Linked DNA regions of Pan troglodytes: region 2 is linked to region 1. The links are chromatin contacts, called in public capture Hi-C maps. All regions are on one chromosome and are shown on one strand. Each heading gives the region's core, a stretch centred on a gene start, on an enhancer-like site or on the middle of the called end of the contact. The rest is flanking DNA. Distances are from core to core; before and after follow the strand shown.

Region 1 (3,577 bases), core at 364-2,863:
CCACAGGGAGCAATGGGGTGAGGGGAAGGGAACAGGACAGTTGAGAACATGGAGCTGACACATGCTTGAGCGGCAGAGCCAGAGGGCAGCACCAGGGGCCGGACCAGGCTGCAGAGGGGAGCACCAGGGACCGGGCCAGGCTGCAGAGGGGAGCACCAGGGACCGGGCCAGGCTGCAGAGGGGAGCACCAGGGGCCAAGCCAGGCTGCAGAGGGCAGCACCAGGGGCCGGGCCAGGCTGCAGAGGGCAGCACCAGGGGCCGGGCCAGGCTGCAGAGGGCAGCACCAGGGATCGGGCCAGGCTGCAGAGGGGAGCACCAGGGGCCGGGCCAGGTTGCAGAGGGCAGCACCAGCGGCCGGGCCAGGCTGCAGAGGGGAGCACCAGGGACCAGGCCAGGCTGCAGAGGGCAGCACCAGGGGCCGGGCCAGGCTGCAGAGGGCAGCACCAGGGGCCGGGCCAGGCTGCAGAGGGCAGCACCAGAGGCCGGGCCAGGCTGCCGAGGGGAGCACCAGGGGCCGGGCCAGGCTGCAGAGGGCAGCACCAGGGGCCGGGCCAGGCTGCAGAGGGCAGCACCAGAGGCCGGGCCAGGCTGCAGAGGGCAGCACCAGGGGCCGGGCCAGGCTGCAGAGGGCAGCACCAGGGGCCGGGCCAGGCTGCAGAGGGCAGCACCAGGGGCCGGGCCAGGCTGCAGAGGGCAGCACCAGGGGCCGGGCCAGGCTGCAGAGGGGTCCACAGGCACCCACAACCCCAGCCCACGTAGTGAGGCTCAGAGGGCCTCTGGGCTCAGGCCCCGGACACCCTGCCTGGAGTGGCATCGGCCTCCTACAGTGGCTCGGCTTCCAGGGTGCAAAGTGGCGTCCCCACTCCTCAGGGCGTCTGGGAGGCCTGGAGGCACCAGCACCCAACCCGCCCTCCCTTGGCCTGCAGGACAGACATCACCCTGCCCCTCTCTTTCCCTCTCAGCAGCCCCTCCCCAGGCTCGAGGGGGTCCTCCGTCCAGGCCTTCATCTTCCCATTCTCATCTGTTTCTTTGCTCCCCGCAATGCCTGACTGTCCAAGGCATTTCTTGGGGTTGGGTATTCAAGAAGGTTTAAAGAATTCCTTCCTGGCCCCGCACCCCACACAGCACAGACATCCAAAAGCCTGGACAGGAACCTGGCGAGTGGTGTGGTCTGGCCTCCCTGACCTAGGCCCTCTCAAGGACTCCGGGGCAGGGAATTTGGGGGCAGGCTGGCGGGGCCTACCTTGGCCTTGGTGATGGTGCAGTGGAGGGCGTTGTTCTCCTGGTCATACAGCAGGCTGAAGTCCAGCGTGCCCAGGGCGGCTGCGGACAGAGGAGGGCACAGGTCCCACCCTGGCCGCATCTTGGAGAGGCTTCGCCTGCCCCTGTGAGACCAGATTAGCCTGGCCTGGGCAGGTGCCACCGTTCCATGGCGGCTGCCACCAACCAAGCACCTGCTCTATGCCAGCCCCTCACCCATCCTCCCAGTCCCACCCAACCCTGGGAAGTCACAATAATCTCCCCACTTTCCAGAGGAGGAGCTGGGACCCAGAGAGGTCAGGTGGGTCACTCCAGTTCCCTGTCTGGCCCAGTGTGTGGCCCACCTGAGCTGGGCACCCAGCCAAAGCAGTTCCTGCCCTCCTGGTGCAACTGCCAGTCTGGGCCCCGTGCCTCAGTTTCCCTCACCTATGAAATGTCACAAGGATCACACAAGGCGGAGGAGACCAGGCTTTGAGAGGGACAGGCCCTGGCCAGGAAGATCAGCTGATTTGCTCAACAGTCCCCCAGCCAACACACAGGACTGCAGCTCCTCTGTCTCTCTGGCCCATTGGGAACCCCGAGCAGGCCGTGAGGAGCCAGCTGGGTCCTCATACTGCTGCCCCCAAGTCTCTCAATGGCAGTGGTAACTCCCAAAAGCCGGGGGGGAGGGTGCAGCCATAATTGGGGGAGGTTGCAGCCATAATTGGGTGCAGCTGCCTCCCTCCCCGGGGGCAATCACTCATAGCAGCTGTGGCTTTCCATGCAGAAGCGGCTCCCAGCATGAAGGCCGAGGTGATGGTGGGGGCAGAGCTTGGAGATGATGGTGGGGGGCAGAGCTTGGGGGCAGTCCGCAGACAGCAAGATGCACATTCACAGATGGCTTCAGAAGCCCAGAGCCTGCTCCCAGGCTGCAGGGCTGGTCAAATGGTGTCACATTCCTTCATTATTTACCATGTGTTTACAACATGCCAGACTCTAGGGGATGGACATCTGTGAGGCAGAGTCCCTACCCGAAGGAAAGCACAGCCTAAGGGGAGGAACAAATGGAAATAATTTGCCGCAGTAGAGTCTGGTGAGCCGGGAGCCATGGGGAGCCCATGTGAATTGGGACCACCAGGGAAGGCTTCCTGGAGGAGGTGATGCTTCACCTGAGCCATGAGGGATGAGTAGGAGTTGGCCAATGGCAAAGAGGGGCTGGGGGAGGTGACGATTCCAACCACAGGCCAACCAGCAGGTGCGGGCTTAGTGGCTGGTGTGATCTGGGGATAAGGGAAGGCCAAACTTGAAAGACTGTGTTCTTCAGGCTCTGAGCTAGGCTCCCAACATGGATCTAGATCCAATTACGGCCACACCTGACCAGGCCCATCATTAACATCTCGTCTGCGGCTGCTTTCCTACTTCAGAAGCAGACCCTACGGCCTGCACAGCTGAAAATATTTACTATCCAGCCCTTCTTTATAGAACAAGTTTGCAGATCTCTGGGCGAGTGCTGGGCCCAGGCATAACAAAGTTTCTTGGGTCTGCAGGGAAATTGGCTAATGAAAGCCCACGAGTGTGGAGTGTCCTTTATTCTGAGCTGGTGATGGGAGTGGCATTTGTCTAGATTATCCCCTTCTAACACGGGTCAGGCACATGTCTCTGTCTTCGCAGCAGTGTGGGGTGCAAGACCTGCCCTCTGACATCAGTCTCCTCGGTTCAAATCCCAGCGTGCACTTCCCTGCTGTGTGGCCAGCTTATCTAACGTCTTTATGCCTCAGTTTACTCATCTGTGAAATGGAGACAACGATAGTATCCACCTCACCGCACAGTGTGCCTGCGGTGTAGGAGGTGCTCAGTAGATCATTACAGAAGGAGCAGATCCCTATGGTGAGTTTTCCAGCTAACAGTACTGGCTTCTCTAAGACCCATTCTGGAATGAAACTGTCCTCATTTGGCTCATTTCCCTCCCTGCCTTTGGGAACAGAACATACAAATAGTCACTTAAACTTTTCTGAATAACCTGAGTCATTGCTATGGCCACGATGACTCTTCCGTATGTCACGGTCATGGTCCAGAGGCAAAAGGGGACACGAAGCAACCCCTGCACCAGAGGGTCCCGGGTGGCCCTCTTTTCGGTTTTCTTCATTTTTCTGCCTCTTCCTTTGACATCAGCCTGAAACTCCTATTAGATTACTTGTCTGTGTTGGCGCAGACAGCTCTCACCTATTCAATAATTGTTTCTCCCATGAGACCAGGTGATGATACTTGTTGGAAGTGTGTGCAAACTAAGAGCCAACAGGCCTTGAGTGGCTGGTGTGGTGCTCATGCCTGTCATCCC
Region 2 (3,580 bases), core at 896-3,395, 520 kb after region 1:
AATTAGAAATTAAAAATAGCTGTGTGTGGTGGCACATGCCTGTAGTCCTAGCTACTTCGGAGGCTAAGGTGGGAGGATCACTTGGCCCCAGGGGTTGAAGGTGACCGTGAACAATGATTGCACTCCAGCCTGAGCAACAGGGCAGGACCCTGTCCCTAAAATAATAATAATAAATACAAATTTAAAAGCAGCACATCGGTTCTGGTTAAACACAATCAAGATTAAATTTATAAAAGGAAAACCTCCTTTTGTCCATATTGCCACACCCTTCTGAGTGTTCTTCAGAAGCTTAGGAAGCGAGTGCTGAAAGCAAACTTCTCTTCTCTTCCAGGGAAGAGGGGAACGTGGGGCCTCTTGACCTACAAAACTCAGTATTTTGGAACATCCGTAATTCCACCAAGTCTGTGCCAGTCAAATAGACTCCTTTTAGCAAACCAGCCAGCCAGGGCTGGAGAGCAAGGCTTTCACCCCTAGGAGTTGACAAGGACAGGACCCAAGAGCTCCTTGGAAAAAAAAAAGCTTCTACTTCAGTTTGCATTACAAAGTGCTGGAAAAGACAGATGGGGACATGACAGGAAAAGCAATTATTTCTTCTGGGCTTCCTTTCTGTCTGGATTCTAAGGAGACGAATACAAAATTCCATCACAGATTGAAATGCTATCTAAACATTCTTGGAAATGTGGTCTTGCTCTCTGAAATACGACCTGCTCTGCCGCGGCAACCTGTAACCTATTAATACGGGATGGGGGAGAACGCCGACATTCCTGCAGACTGTCTAATTCTGGGTCTGACTCTGCAATACCGCTAGTTTGCAAGAGTCCAGAACCACAGGCTGAAACGTAAATAACTGAAAGATATACATCTATTATACACAGCACGACCCAACAAAAAATGCTGATGAATCACTCACTATTTTCACATTCTTGAAATTTTAAACATCTATGACTCCTGCACTGTAAGACTTCTAGTGAGCTATTCCAAATGTAGACTGAATCACTCTGAACAAGCAGTGTTACTATTCCCAGTAGCAGCAAGTTGGGACTCTTAATGCACAAAGCAAGTTTTAAATCACTTTTAAGGAACACCCACTTGCCGATCAAAATGATGTTTTTATGATAAAATGTTTTTGTTTATTTATAATTAATAAACAATCTTAGACAGACAAAATATTCAATACAGTTGCATAAAATGTTGTGGGGGTTTTGCTGTTGCTTTTGGGGACGGGGTCTCGCTCTGTCATCCGGGCTGGAGCGCAGCGGCACCATTACAGCTCACTGAAGCTTGTACCACCACACCCAGCTAATTATTTTACCTTTTCGTAGAGACGTGTATTGCTATGTTGCCGAGGCTGGTCTCAAACTCCTGGCCTCAAGTCATCCTCCCACCTAGGCATCCCAAAGTGTTGAGATTACAGGCATGAGCCATTGTGCCCGGCTCAGTTGAATAAAATGTTATTGCATGTGGCCTGTGTGTAGTGAAATAGAAAGATGACAAAGATACAGTTCTTACCTTCCAGGAGCTTACAAACATCAAAGGGATGAGACTTGTTCTCTGGTAAGTCAAGGGAGACCCCAAAAGCCAAATGAAAAGTACAAGAATGGGGCTGTGGGATTTATGGAGAAAGGACATCGAGGGACACTGGAATCCATTTTCTCCTCTGTAAAATGAGGGGAGGGGCCCAGATGAGTTTCAAATCCTTTCCAGTTCAAAATTCTGATTCCTTGGTGTATTCAGATAAGGTCAATGGAAAACATCGTCAAGAAACTAGTATCTGAGCTGGTCCTTGGATGGGTAAGATTGGGAAATGCGGCGGCTTAAAGAAATAGGAGGAAAAGCATTTCAAGCACAAAAGAGTCTGTAAGCACAGGTCCAGAAAGCACACGCATGCTCGTAGAGCACAAAGTCTTCAGTGTAGACAGAACACAAGAGGAGGCAAAACTGGAATTGGAGACCAGAATTTTGAATGCCAAGCAAAGGAATTTGGATTTCTTTTTTTTTTTGAAACAGGGTCTCACTCTGTTTCCCAGGCTGGAGTGCAGTGGCACGATGATGGCTTACTGCAGCCTCGAACTTCCTGGCTCAGCTGATCTTCCTGTCTCGGCCTCCTCAGTAGCTGGGACTACAGGCACAGGCCACCACCATGCCCAGCTAATTTTGTACTTTTTGAAGATGCAGGATTTTGTCATGTTGCCCAGGCTGGCCTGGAACTCCTAGGCTCAAGTGATCTCCCCGCCTCAGCCTCCCAAAGTGTTGGGATTGCAGGTGTGGGCCACCATGCCTGGCCTTGGATTTCATTTAGTGGCCAGAGCTGATACGGTGTCTGAAGAAGCAGACAATACGATCAAACACAGATTAGGACAGCTAAGCAGCAGAATGCAGCTGGAGTGCTTGAGGCTGCCCTGTCCCTCTGTAGGACCCCTCTGAAGTTCCCATTTACATGGGCCTCATCTGCCAAAGAAGCCATGCTTCATGAAATATACCCCAACAGACAAAACGAGGTAACGAGGGCTAAAAACCATACAGGAGTCCAGAAAACAGCAACAGTTTTAGGAACCTAACGTGTCTACACACAAATTCTGATGATGACAAGAAGGCCAACTACTCACAAACAGGCCAAAGGAAACGGGCTATCAAATGGAAAGTGACTATAAAGTGGAAAAATGGAAAAAGAAAGTGATATAAAGTAGTAAAAATAGACAGATGGGAAAACTACAGATGTAAAAGAAAGAGACTCCTAATATCTGTAAGCAACTGGCAGAAGGAAACAGAAATATCAGAGATCTGGAAATTTCAACGTAGGATTATACGCTCCTCCCACTCCAAATCTGGGCAGCAGGATGAACATTTTTAGAAATTAGCTGTCCTAAAAAATGTCAAAGAGGAGAAATCACAGCATTGAAGCACTTGCAAAGAAGCAGTCCTGACCTGAGTTAGTGCTGATAAGGGAGGACAGGACATGGCAAGAGAGGACGGCTAGAAAGGCAAGCTCAGCATTTCTATTACGACAGGCATTCTGAAATACGATGCCTCAACAGAAGAACAGAATCAAATAAAAAGGGAAATGGTTCACAGATAACATCTGGCCCCTCAATTATTAAAGAGTATCTCCTCCCTACACACTTTTCCCTTCATTGCCTCCAACAGCCTCCTTAACTAGATCCAATAAGACTTACTTCATTCCCTCCAATGGCCTCCTTAACTAGATCCAATAAGACTTATAAAACTTTTTTTTTTTTTGAGACAGTCTCACCCCTGTCGTCCATGCTGGAGTGCAGTGGTGCGATCTCGCCTCACTGCAACCTCTGGCTCCTGGGTTCAAGTGACTCTCATGCCTCAGCCTCCTGAGTAGCTGGGATTACAGGCGTGAGCCGCTGTGCCCGCTGTGCCCGGCCAACTTGTAAAATTTTTTAATGAATCTTGAGTCACCTGCCTGCTGGCAAAGTGAGGTACGAGGAAATGGTAACTATGTCAGGTTACTATCTTTTACAGCCACAAAATATCAAAACCCCAACAACTCAGCTGACAAATGCAGCAACCTCATTTAGCCACAGCCCACAAAATAAAAGAGGGCACAGGAGAT

The links. Capture Hi-C pulls out chosen DNA fragments and counts their contacts.
Region 2: a contact with region 1 is called in a capture Hi-C map of stem cell-derived neural stem cells, with 7 times the contacts expected there. The contact joins two enhancer-like sites. A contact is called at or near these places in 2 of 7 Hi-C or Micro-C datasets (induced pluripotent stem cells and stem cell-derived neural progenitor cells) and 1 of 1 other capture datasets (stem cell-derived neural stem cells).

What each region holds. Positions count from the first base shown.
Region 1 is chr19:10,644,963-10,648,539 of NHGRI_mPanTro3-v2.0_pri, forward strand. DOC2B (double C2 domain beta) reads right to left here. Exons shown (of 9, transcript XM_016931100.4): 2 at 1,244-1,323. Among named protein-coding and RNA genes, the nearest start is that of DOC2B, 8.6 kb to the right of the region's middle. Within about 2 kb of position 1,614, at least 3 of the 24 cell types and tissues checked have an H3K27ac peak or open chromatin away from gene starts, as enhancers often do. A contact at or near this core is called in stem cell-derived neural stem cells, where this site is marked.
Region 2 is chr19:11,166,621-11,170,200 of NHGRI_mPanTro3-v2.0_pri, forward strand. The region is part of intron 5 of VPS53 (VPS53 subunit of GARP complex); the gene reads right to left. Among named protein-coding and RNA genes, the nearest start is that of VPS53, 38 kb to the right of the region's middle. Within about 2 kb of position 2,146, at least 3 of the 24 cell types and tissues checked have an H3K27ac peak or open chromatin away from gene starts, as enhancers often do. A contact at or near this core is called in stem cell-derived neural stem cells, where this site is marked.